Linked DNA regions of Triticum aestivum: region 1 is linked to region 2. Evidence: chromatin contacts called from public Hi-C data. All regions are on one chromosome and are shown on one strand. Each heading gives the region's core, a stretch centred on a gene start, on an enhancer-like site or on the middle of the called end of the contact. The rest is flanking DNA. Distances are from core to core; before and after follow the strand shown.

Evidence for each region. A called contact is a pair of places that touch in the nucleus more often than the background predicts.
Region 1: a Hi-C map of leaf shows a contact between it and region 2, with 5 times the contacts expected there. The contact joins two enhancer-like sites. A contact is called at or near these places in 2 of 5 Hi-C or Micro-C datasets (leaf and an unstated tissue).

The regions. Positions count from the first base shown.
Region 1 is chr5D:81,429,228-81,434,779 of IWGSC CS RefSeq v2.1, reverse strand. No RefSeq gene overlaps it. Among protein-coding and RNA genes, the nearest start is that of LOC123119582, 25 kb to the left of the region's middle. Within about 2 kb of position 2,424, at least 2 of the 8 cell types and tissues checked have an H3K27ac peak or open chromatin away from gene starts, as enhancers often do.
Region 2 is chr5D:80,926,990-80,932,934 of IWGSC CS RefSeq v2.1, reverse strand. No RefSeq gene overlaps it. Among protein-coding and RNA genes, the nearest start is that of LOC123119580, 110 kb to the right of the region's middle. Within about 2 kb of position 2,899, at least 1 of the 8 cell types and tissues checked has an H3K27ac peak or open chromatin away from gene starts, as enhancers often do.

The DNA of each region.
Region 1 (5,552 bases), core at 1,175-3,674, 500 kb before region 2:
CCAAGCTTTACTATGGAAATTTTTAGGGAAAGAACCCGAGCTCTACTATGGAGATACAAAGCCCGGGGGCTACAGAGCCAAATATGGCCGCCTGGACGTAAAAGTGACATTCTAGCTATATTATGAGCATCCACATTGTACACCTCGTTTCATGTTTAAACGAAACATCTCGTAGCACCTTCAAGAGAGTACTTAAGGCACCTTCAGGAGAGTATGTTTTAGCGCATGCATTTTCTTCACATTTGACCTTCATTGTAGTGCACGTGTTTCGTTCATTTGTTTTGTTTCATCTCCTCTAGAAAAACCAGAAATGTATGGTTTAAAAAAAGTGGATGTCCGTTTTTTTATAGATTTAGAAAGTTTATGACATAAGAAAATGTTAACAAGTTTTACAAAATTTAAAATGTTCATGACTAAATTTCGTGGCTTTGAAAAATGATCACAAATTTAAAAAATGTTCACATTCTAAAAAAAAATTGTGGACTTGAAAAGCTTCAGAATTTTTTTAAAAGTTATTGAATTCAAAAATCTCAAGATTTGGAAAAAAAATCATGCACTCAAAACATGCTTTAGGATCTGAAGAAAGTTATCGGATTTGAAAAAATGTCAACAAACTCGACAAAAGTTCACAAATATGAAAATAAACTTGTGAATCTAAAAAATTGTGCGCTGAAAAATTTCAGAAATTTAAATTGACGAGTTTGAAAATAAAAATTAAATAAAAGGCAGAAAAGAAAAACGTAAAAAATAAAAGGTAAAACATGAAAACAAAAACGGACGAAAGAAAGAAGAAACCAGCCCAACAAACTTTTTTTGAGGGGTAACAGGTGAGGCCCTTCTGGAAGGTTCCCAAGACGAATGAATGGGATGCCCCACTTAGGATGCAGCCGAAAAGGGTCATTGACGCTGCATACTCTTGTTTTTGAGGGGTAACAGGTGAGGACCTTCTGGGGACTTCCTATTTGACGCATTCTGCATTTTTTTTGAGCAACTCACGCATTCTGCATGAGGTTCGCAGAGGTGAGCGACTCTAAGAGCTCAGTGGGCCGGGGCCCATTTGGCGGTTTCGGGCGGGTGGTGTTCTCCCGGTTTTGGGAACCTTCCAGAAGGCTCCCCGAATCGGTTTCCTTTTTTCCTTGCTGTTTTTCGAGGCTGGTCTTTTTTAGTTTTTTTTCTTCCTTTTTTCCTATCTGTTTATTTTTTATTTTGGTTTTTATCCTTTCTGTTTCTTTCTTCTTTTTTCTTTTCTTTTCTTTTTCTGTTCATTTTTCTAAAATTAGACTTTACTTTAATGTTCAAAATTCAAAAAAAAAATCAAATTCGAAAATAAGTTCAGGGTTTTCAAAACAAATGTTCGTGTGTTCAACAAATTGTTCACAAATTTGTAAAATGTCCGTGTTTTCATAAATGTTCCCAAATATTCAGAAAATGTTTGTGTTGCCAGAAAATCTTCATAAATTTCAAAAACAATTCACGTTTTTCAAGATAATATTCGCAATGCGAAAACTGTTTGTCTTTTTGAAAAATGTTAGCGCTTTCAAAACAATGTTCGTCTTTGTGAAAATTGCTCACACAATCAAAAAAATGTTTGCAATTTTCAAACAAAATAATTTTTTTTTCAAAAGAAGTTCCCTTTTCCCAAAAAACACAAATTCAAAAAATGTTCACATGTTTAAATTTTCTTAGAAAATTGGAAAATATTTTGGAATTTAAAAAATGTTCCTGTCTCCATTTTTTCACAAATTCATAAATGTTTAGGAATTTCAAAAAATTCTTCTTACGTTCCAAATTTGTTCATACAGAAAATATTTTCGTTTTCAAAATTTGTTCACATATTCAAAACATTTTCATGTTCAAAATTTGTTTACAATTCAAAAAATGTTCGCATGTTTAATTTTTGTCCACAAATTTAAAAATTTGTTCACATATTCAAAACATTTTCATGTTCAAAAATTGTTTACAATTCAAAAAATGTTCGCATGTTTAATTTTTGTCCACAAATAAAAAAAATGTTCGCATGTTTAAGCTCAGTTACTAAAACTGCCTATGGATGCGATTCCATGGCAGGAGGTCTTGTGTTCGATCCCTCGCCAACTGATTATTACGCGAATTGTTTTTTATTTTTTGCCGCTGTCGGTAGTTTCTTTTATACCCGCGCCGCAAATATGTCACAATACCTCAGGTGTCGCGGTGGCTAGTGCATCGTGCGCATCACTCGCAGGTCGGGAATTTGATTCCTCAGCGCGCTCTTTATTTTTCGATAATTCATCTCGTGAAGGACAGTAAATGGGCCGGTCCAGGTGAGCCGCCTCCTGTGCGAATCACCTCCAGTTTGCCGCAGCAAGCGGCATATAGAAGGTCCCCAGTATCTGGTGCGTTTTCTCTCAAAAAAATAACTCGCGAAGGACAGTAAATGGGCCGGCCCAGATGAGCCGCCTCCTGTGTGAATCGCCACCAGTTTGCCGCAGCAAGCGGCATATAGGAGGTCCCCAGTATCTGGTGCGTTTTCTCTCAAAAAAATAAATTATCTGATGCGTTAAGCGCCAAATAGCATATGTGCACTTCAGCTTGCGCGTGCCTTCAAAATCACTAATTAAGAAGTACTTTTTGCAAAGGTCACTCCAACCACTCCAAGTTGCGACAACAGGCGCATATTTGAGAGCGTTTACTTTTTCCGTATATTCATTTATTCAAAAAACAATTATCTCTTAAACTATGCATCCAAATCTCCAAAAGTTTTCCCCGTTGAATTCTTCGCATCGAGATATTTAAAATTAAATCACATGTTGATAGGTTTTAACGAACTTTTTTTACGAAAAAACTGAATCGGGAGCATTTTTTCCTCTTTTCTAAAGTACTTGTGCCTCTCTCGAAAGAAAAAGAAAAAAAGAAAACTCGACCGTGCTTCTTGCATATGGGAAAGAAAACATGTTTTTCCTTTTCTGAGAGGCAAGATTGTGCCTCACGCGGAAGCAAATCTGTGCCTAGAAGTAAATTTGTGCCTCTCGTGAAAGAAAAAAAAACACGTTTTTTGCCTTCTTCGAGAGGGATGACCGTGCCTCTCATGGAAAGAAATCCGTACCTCATGAAAAATAAATCTATGCCTCTCGCGGAACGAAATAAATGTGCTTTTTTCCTTTTCCGAGTACACGATTGTGCCTCTCGCAGATGCAAATTCGTGCCTCCACGAGAAGAAAATCTGTGCCTCTCGCAGAAAGGAAAAAACACGTTTTTTTCTTTTATGAGAGGTTGTGCCTCTCGCGGAAGCAAATCCATGTATTCGAGAAGTAAATCTATATCTCTCGTAGAACAAAACCTTTTTTTGCGCAATTTTGTTTCAATTTTTTTTCCAAAACCTAAAAAAACAAGGGGAAACCGAAAGCCGAAAAGTCAGACAAAAAATTATCTAAAAGTCAAAAACATGTAAAAACACACAAAAAAAGGAAAAAAAATCGTCCAGACTGCGACACGTAGCGGCGGCTGAGAGCACGTCAGCCCACCAAAGGTGACCTTTGCAGGGGCTCCCGAAGGAGTACTCGCTGATTAGTTGCTCTTGCAGGCCTTGGATTAATATAAGCAAAAAATAGCGAGGCAAATCAAGCAAACGAGGCCTCTTGTGGGCTGGAATCTTCTTTTAAATTATTGAAACAATTTTTTTATTAATAAATTTGATTCGAGGCAAAAAATATTTTAGTTTGAAAAAGGTAAACAATTTATTTTTTGGACAAAATTCCCAAGTTCAAAAAAATTCTTTTTTTTAGAAAAATGTTCAATGACTAGAAAATTGTTTCCAAATTTAAAATTATGGTTAGGAGTCTTTAAAATATATAAAATTTTAAAAGTAAAACAGTTTTAAAAATATCATGAATTTCAAAAAGATCTTTGACAAAATTCATGTATTAAGAAAATAATGAGAAATGTCAAGGGGAAAAGGAAAAGGGAACAACTGAAAAATGGGTCAAAAAACTAGACAAAAACATGAAATAAAATAGAAGAAAATATGACAAAGCACCAAATTGCTTGAAAAATCCTAAGGAAAAGTTGTTAAATAGGCCGACCTATATGGCACTCTGTTGTGAGAAGATGATTCATATTTGTGGACCATTGCCAACATTAAGGAACCTGGGTTTAGAGCATCTCCAGCCGAGCCCCCAAAACGCCCTCCCCAAGCGATGTTTTCGCGCCGGCGCATAAAAATCGGCCCAGCCGCATCCCCAGAAGCCCAATTTTCGCCGGCTCGGGCCGAATTTGGCGCCGGCGGACCCAAGTCAAACCCGCCGCGCTGGGGGGCGCTCGGGGGCGCCGGGCGAAACGGTTTTGGCGCGAAAGAGCCGCGGGCCCGCCGTGTCAGCGACACTCGCCTCGTCGTCCTCAGAACGCCTCGGTTTCCCGCGGCGAATCAATGCCAAGGCTGCCGCCGGTCAGCCTTCCATTGATTCCTCACGGGCGGCGCGGCGACGCCTCACTCCCCGCCCCCGCGTACACACGCCTCCCCGGCGGCTATAAAAAGCGTCGCCCCCCTCCCACCACTGGCCACAGACGCCGTGCTCTCTGCCTCTCTCTCTCTCTCCGCCGCCGACGAACCTCTCCTTTCTCCCAGCCCCAGCCACGACAATGTGCGAGCGGTTCCCCGGCGACGGAGCGGCGGCCCACGGCATCAGCCGCCGCTCGCTGCAATCGTGGGAGGCGCACCTGCTTTTCGAGGCCAACATCCCAGCGCCTCTAGACATGCGCGTTGGGCCGACAGGATGGAGGCGCAGCGCCGGAGGCGTCCCCATTCCTCCCTGCCGGCCGTCGTCGCGCGCCCCAACTACTTCGCCGGCGAGGTCGACCGTGTTCGGTCATCACTGACCGAGGAGCAGCGCGCCTCCCCGCAGTACGCCGCCGACAACCACGAGGGCGTGGGCAGCGTACTTCCAGCGCCGTCAGGAGAAACGCCTTGCCTCCACCAATGGGGCACCGGTAGTGGGGGCGGCCGGTGGAACAGCGAGGGGCGACGCCTGTGGTGGTCCGTCCCCGGCCGGACGCTCCGCGAGGTTCTCGCGCACCTAGAGGGCGGCAACAACCCGCCGCTCATATACCCGGCCGCCGCCCCGGTCCCCCGCCGTGGCGCCGGGCAATGGATGCCCAGGAGGTTTGTCTCCGGCTCGTCGTCCTCGTTCCGCTCCTCCTCCCACTCCTCTTCCCACTCCTCCGGCTCTCCGGTGGTGTTCGGCGTCAAGGCCGAGCCCGCAGCGGAGACCCCGCTCGGCCGGCGCACCCACTCGGCCGGCATCGTCATCAACGAAGGCGGCGGCCGCACCTCGTCCTCGGCTCCTCCCCAACTCGTCAAGCCGAAGACGGAGCCCGGGCTCGCCAACGGCGTCAAGGAGGAGGCGCTCAACGACGAAGCGGCCCTCAAATGGGCACGCGATGACTGGGCGCAGACGGAGATGGAGTGCCAGTGCGCCGCCTTCGCGCGGTTCGAAGCTCGTCGCCGTGGCCGGGACGAGGGAGGCATCGTCGTCCTGGGCGACAGCGACGACGATGACGACGCGCCGCCACCACGGTCC
Region 2 (5,945 bases), core at 1,650-4,149:
TTCGACTTTAGGTTTAGGACATATGTGGAAATGAGAAAGTGGTTGAGGGCTTTGGAGCATATCACTAAGCACTTTGAGCAAGCAAGCCATTCAGCAACACCTCATCCCTTTTTAATAGTATTGGCTTTTCCTATGACTCAATGTGATCTTGGACCACTAAAAATGAAAATGTAGAGTCTTGAGCTTTTGCCAATCTTTGTCCTTAGCTTCTTGAAGGGGTTACACATCCTCTTATCCATGCCACGCCTTTGTTGAAGTTTCTGAAATATACTAGATGAAAACATTCGTCCAACAAAAGATATGTTGACATTAATTACCAAAATCACCCAGGGAGCCCTTGTGCTTTCACCGGTCTAGTTATCGATTGCCTAGGGACAAATAACTTTCTTGTGACAAAAAGCTCTCTACTAAAACTAACTTAGTTGTTTCTTTATCTAAATATCCCCTATCTTTTATTTACGTGCTCTTTATTATCTTGCAAACATATCCAACAACACCTACAAAGTACTTCTAGTTTCATACTTGTACTAGGTAAAGCAAACGTTAAGCGTGCGTAGAGTTGTATCGGTGGTCGATAGAACTTGAGGGAATATTTGTTCTACCTTTAGCTCCTCGTTGGCTTCGACACTCTTACTTATCGAGAGAGGCTACAACTGATCCCCTATACTTGTGGGTTATCAAGTACATAACTTTGCACTTAAAATTCCAGGGGGGTTGCGGAGCATAATAAGTGGGCACACTGCTCGGCTCAATCGAAAAGTGGCCTAGCTACGTCTTGCACATTCGTAAGGCACCGTCAAAGGCCCACCAGGGACAACTTAACAATAGCATCAAGTTGTTACTCTGCGGCTACTTAGTAAAACCTCTACGAAGGACCCGCCACTGATACATCTCCAACGTATCTATAATTTGTGATTGTTTCATGTTATTATATTACCAATCTTAGATACTTTATATGTAACTTTATATAATTTTTGGGGACTAACCTATTAACTCAGTTGCTGTTTTTTTGCTTGTTTTTGGCTTTTCAGAAAATCAATACCAAACAAAGTCCAAGCACGATGAAAGTTTACTATGATTTTTTCTGGACCAGAAGGAACCCTAGAAGGTCCAGGAGGAGGCCAGAAGATCTACGGGAGAGCGACAAGCTCACCAGGCGCGCCCCTAAGCTCATGGTGGTCCCACGCAACTCCAATTGACCTAATTCCAACTCCATGAATTCCCAAATATTTCCAAACCAACAGAGAGCCACCCGAAACACTTTCTGAAACAATGGACAAGTTGCAGCGTGGACATGGAGGGGTTGGCTCATGACTGTCTGACGGAGCCCATCCAACGGACATGGAGATGGTGGACGTTCGCATAAGATCGGCTGGTTGAAGGGAATCATTTCCAAAATAAAAAGATAAAGGAAAGAAAAAGGAATAAACCTGTTCAGGGAAGGACCTTCCCTGAACCGGTAGGATAAAACCAGCATGGGGTGGCCTATACTAAGTACCTGCGCACGGAAGATGGTGCCACGAGCCAAATAGGACTAGCCGACCCCTATCCCATCGATCCCCTTCTCGTCGCCAGGCCGTCACTCGCCCTCGGTGCTCCTGGCCGACACGGCGGCAGAGGGAGAGAGCTATGCCCCGAGACCTCCTGCTCGATGCCCGCGTGCAGCAAGTTGTCAACCTTTGTTGAAGGCAGGGGCGAATGGGCCGGCCCATTCGGAGGTAACGGAGTTCCAACCGCGTAAAAAAATTGCCAAAAAGTAACGGGCGAGCTAGAGCTCGGAGTCGCGAGCTCCCTCTCCTAAAAGAGTGTTACTAACCGCTCGTCCTAATGAGTCCTAGTGATACATTTGCGGCGCGACTTTTTAAGTATTGTACTTCTTTTTTTGAAAAATACCCATTGAACGTTGTTTAATATATGTTGAATGTTTTTCTCAAAATACGGTGAACATTTTAAATAATACATGATGAACTTTTTATTATTATAATATGAATGTTTTTAATATAAGCGTTGAAAAAATAATAATACGAATTGAACATTTTATAACATAAGCTGAATTTTTTAATACACAAAGTTCAAAAATACAGTGATTATATATTCCTTGAACAATTTCTAATATACAATGAACATTTTCATAATGCATGATGAACTTTTGTAAAAACAATGTGAACATTTGCATAATGTACGATGAACATTTTTTGTAACACGCAACAAACTTTGTATAATATAGATAAAAGAACAATAAAATGGAAAAGATGAAAAACGAAAAGGAAAAGAAAAGAAATAGACACAGAAATAGAAAAAAAAAGAATCAGAAAAGGAACAGAAAAGAGAAGAAAACAACTAAGCAACAGCGAAACAACCATGATCCTTATTTCAAAACTTGGTCATCAATTTCTAAAAATGTTCCTCAAATTAAAAAAAATCATCTGATGAATACTAAAACTTGTTTATCAAAAAATCAAGTTTTCTTCATGAAAATATGAAAAATATTCATCAAAACTTTTTTTAATTCTGAACATTTGTGTAATTATGAACATTTTTTGAAAATTTGGGAACAATTTTTTAAATACAGGAACATTTTTAGTTCTCAATGAACATTTTTTGAGTTCCGATAGATTTTGAATCAGCGAACTTTTATTTGATTTTTTGAACATTTATTTCAAATTCATGAACATTATTTGAATTCAAGGACATTTTGGGCTCCATGAACATTTTCAGAATTAGAAATTTTCTTGAATTTTGATATTTTTTCGAAATTCCGTATTAATTAAAGAAAAAAACAAAAACTGAGAAAACAAAAACTGAAACTGAAATAATAAAACTGGGGCGTCCTGCCTCGCTCATGGGCCGGCCGCCAGCGCTGGCAGGTTCGCCAGCGCCGCGAATGCTACTTATCGCATTAAGCGATCGCGCAGGAGATGTCGCTTTAGGAGTCTGCTAATTGGGCCGGCCCATTGACTGGCTGTCAATGAGCTGAAGGAGTCTAGTAATTGGGCCGGCCCACTCGGTGGCAGTCAATGAAGAAAAAGGTGCAGGAGAAATGGAGCAGCCAAGATTCGAACTTCACAAGAGGTGCGAAATGTGCTAGGCGCGCCTTGGTGTCAAATGAGAAGGGCATAGTTTCTTAACTCGAAACAAGCCGGGGTTTTCACTAGTTATTCCCTGGGTCTTTTTTTTTCATTTTTTCTCTTTTTCTCTGTTATTTCTCTCTTTTATCTTTTTTGATTGTTTTTGTTTTCACTCTACATTTGCATATATGCCAAAAATATTTTTTAAGAAGTGATCAACATTTTTTGTATACACATTCAACATTGTCCGAACGCTTATTCAACAATTTTCAAAAACTTGTTCAACATTTTAATAGTTATGCAACATTTTTAAAAACTTGCTCAACATTTTTCATATACTCGTTCAACATTTTCTAATACCTATTCAACATTTTTCAAATAATTGTTCAACATTTTCAATACTTATTCAACATTTTTCAAATACTTGTTTGATATTTTTCAAATTATTGTTCAACATTTTCGAATAATTATTCAACATTATTCATATACCCATTCAATATTTTTTAATACCTACTCAACCTTTTTCAAATTATTCAGCATTTTTAATACTTATTCAACATTTTTCTAATTCTTGGTCAACATTTTTAATAGTTATTCAACATTTTTCCAAATGTGTTTTTGAAAATCATATATATGTAGAATATCTGAAAGTATAAACAAAAGTACAAAAATAAAGCAGAAAATGATAATAGAAAACAGAAAAAAAAAATAGGCAGTGGCTCTCCGCGGCAGGGCCAGCCCGTCTAGGACGCCCCGAGAAGGGGGCGCAGCGCCCTGGCTCGCTGAAGGCGAGAAATAGCAGGCCCCCAAAACATGCTGCGGAGAAAATCGAACCAGCGACCTGTTGTTTTGAGGTTACTGCGCTAACCAATCAGCCACCGAACCAGAACTAATAAGTTACATCTTTTCCTGTTCTTTCTTCTTCATTCTTTCCTTTTTCTTTTTCTTTTTCTATTGTTTCTTTTTTTCTTTCTTACTTATTCCATGAAAGAAATTCAAATTTGTGAGCTCTTTCTCAAATCAATGAAGTTTATTTCACATTCAATATACTTGTTTCTTCAAATCAATGAACTGTTTTCATTTTTTGATGAACTATTTTTCAAATTTGAAGAGCTTTTTTTTTCTAATTCGATCAACTTTTTTTCAACTCAATGAGCTTTTTTTCAAAATGGATGAACTTTTTACAAATTCGATGAAAGTTTTTCTAATTGAATGAACTATTTTCATAATTGAATAACTTTTTTCCAGTTTGATGAACTTTTTTCAAATTGAATGAATTTTTTTATATTGAATGAACTTTCTTCAAACTCGTAAAATTTTCCATTTTAGTGCTTTTTTCAAATTTATAAATTGTTTTTGAGTTATTCATATGTGTTTAGCTTTTTTTAAAAATGAACTTCTTTTGAATTCGTGAACTTTTTTGGTTTTGGTGAACTTTTTTTTGGAATACGCAAACTTTTTTTTCATGTTTGGGAACGTTGTTTAAATTTTAAAATATGTAAAATTATTTTAAAATAATTAAAAACTCAAATTGAATAGTGCATCTACTACTTGTGTTCTTAATTGCTCCGTGCTGAGATTAGTTACTAGCAGTTAGATGGCTGAGTCGTTGGCCAGACTATACCGAAGAGCGGTGACGTGGGATCGATTCTTGGCCAATAGCCATTTTTGCGTTGTTTTTCACGAGCTGCGTGCTCGTGGTGTCAGTTTCTTTCCACAGTGCTGAAGGACCTCCTATTGGGTGCATAACGCGCTGCCAACGAAGCGAGCACGCACCCCCGGTCTCCTCCGCCCCCTTCTGGGCCGGCCCGGAATGGCATCTGTTTTTTTCCTTCTTTTTCGTTTGTTTTTGTCCCTTTTTAATAATTTGGGATATCAAAAAATTATAAATTTGAGAAAAAGTTGCTAATTTTTAATAAAACAATCATGAATTTTTAAAAATATTCATGATTTCAAACAATGTTTTGGAGTTCAAAAAATATTCACGGTTTAAGAGAATGTTCACGAATTTGTAAAAAAAAATCATGAAATTTTAAAATGTTCATGAATTTAAAACATGGTCATGATTCCAAAAAGGTTCGTAATTTCGAATAATATTCTCGAATTCAAAAAAGAATCATGATTTTGTAAAAAAAATCATGTTTTCAAAAAATGGTCTTGAATTTAATTTTTTTTCATGATTTCAAAAAAATCTTCACGAATTCGCACAGATGTTCATTATTTAAGAAAATATTCACAAATTTTTTAAAAATGTTCACGAATTTTAGAAACCGTTCATGATTTTGAAGAAAATGTTCATGAGTTTTGGAAAATATTCACAATTTTAAAAAATGTTCATGGTTTAAGAGAATGTTCACGAATTTGTAAAAACAAATCATGATTTCAGGAAAAAATGTTTACGTATTTAAAAAATGTTCATCATTTCATAAAAGGCTGACAATATTAAATTAAGGGGGTACGTGTCGGCCCATAGAAACAGCAGTGCACGAGGGGGTACATGCTATGTCACTTGCGAGGGACCGACGCGTCATATAGGAGGCACCTATAGATACCCGGCCCGGTCTTGCTCGCTGGCCAGGCCTGGGCCTGAGTTTTGAACCCGAAGGATGCGTCGGGCCGGGCATCGTATTAGCTTCTTTGCGTTTTAGAATAGAAAGAAGAAATATGTTAATTGGAAATACAGGTGCAGAACATTTCATCATTGGGATTCTTTTGGGTGAACCATGTTACACTAACTAATAAGAATAATGAGACCTTTGAGAATAGAAAGAATAAACATGTTAATTGGAAATACATGCTGATTTCAGAAGTTACCTGAGGTTGCTGTCATATGCAGAACGAGTAAAGATTGGCCTTCAAAGCTTCACTGGAATATGC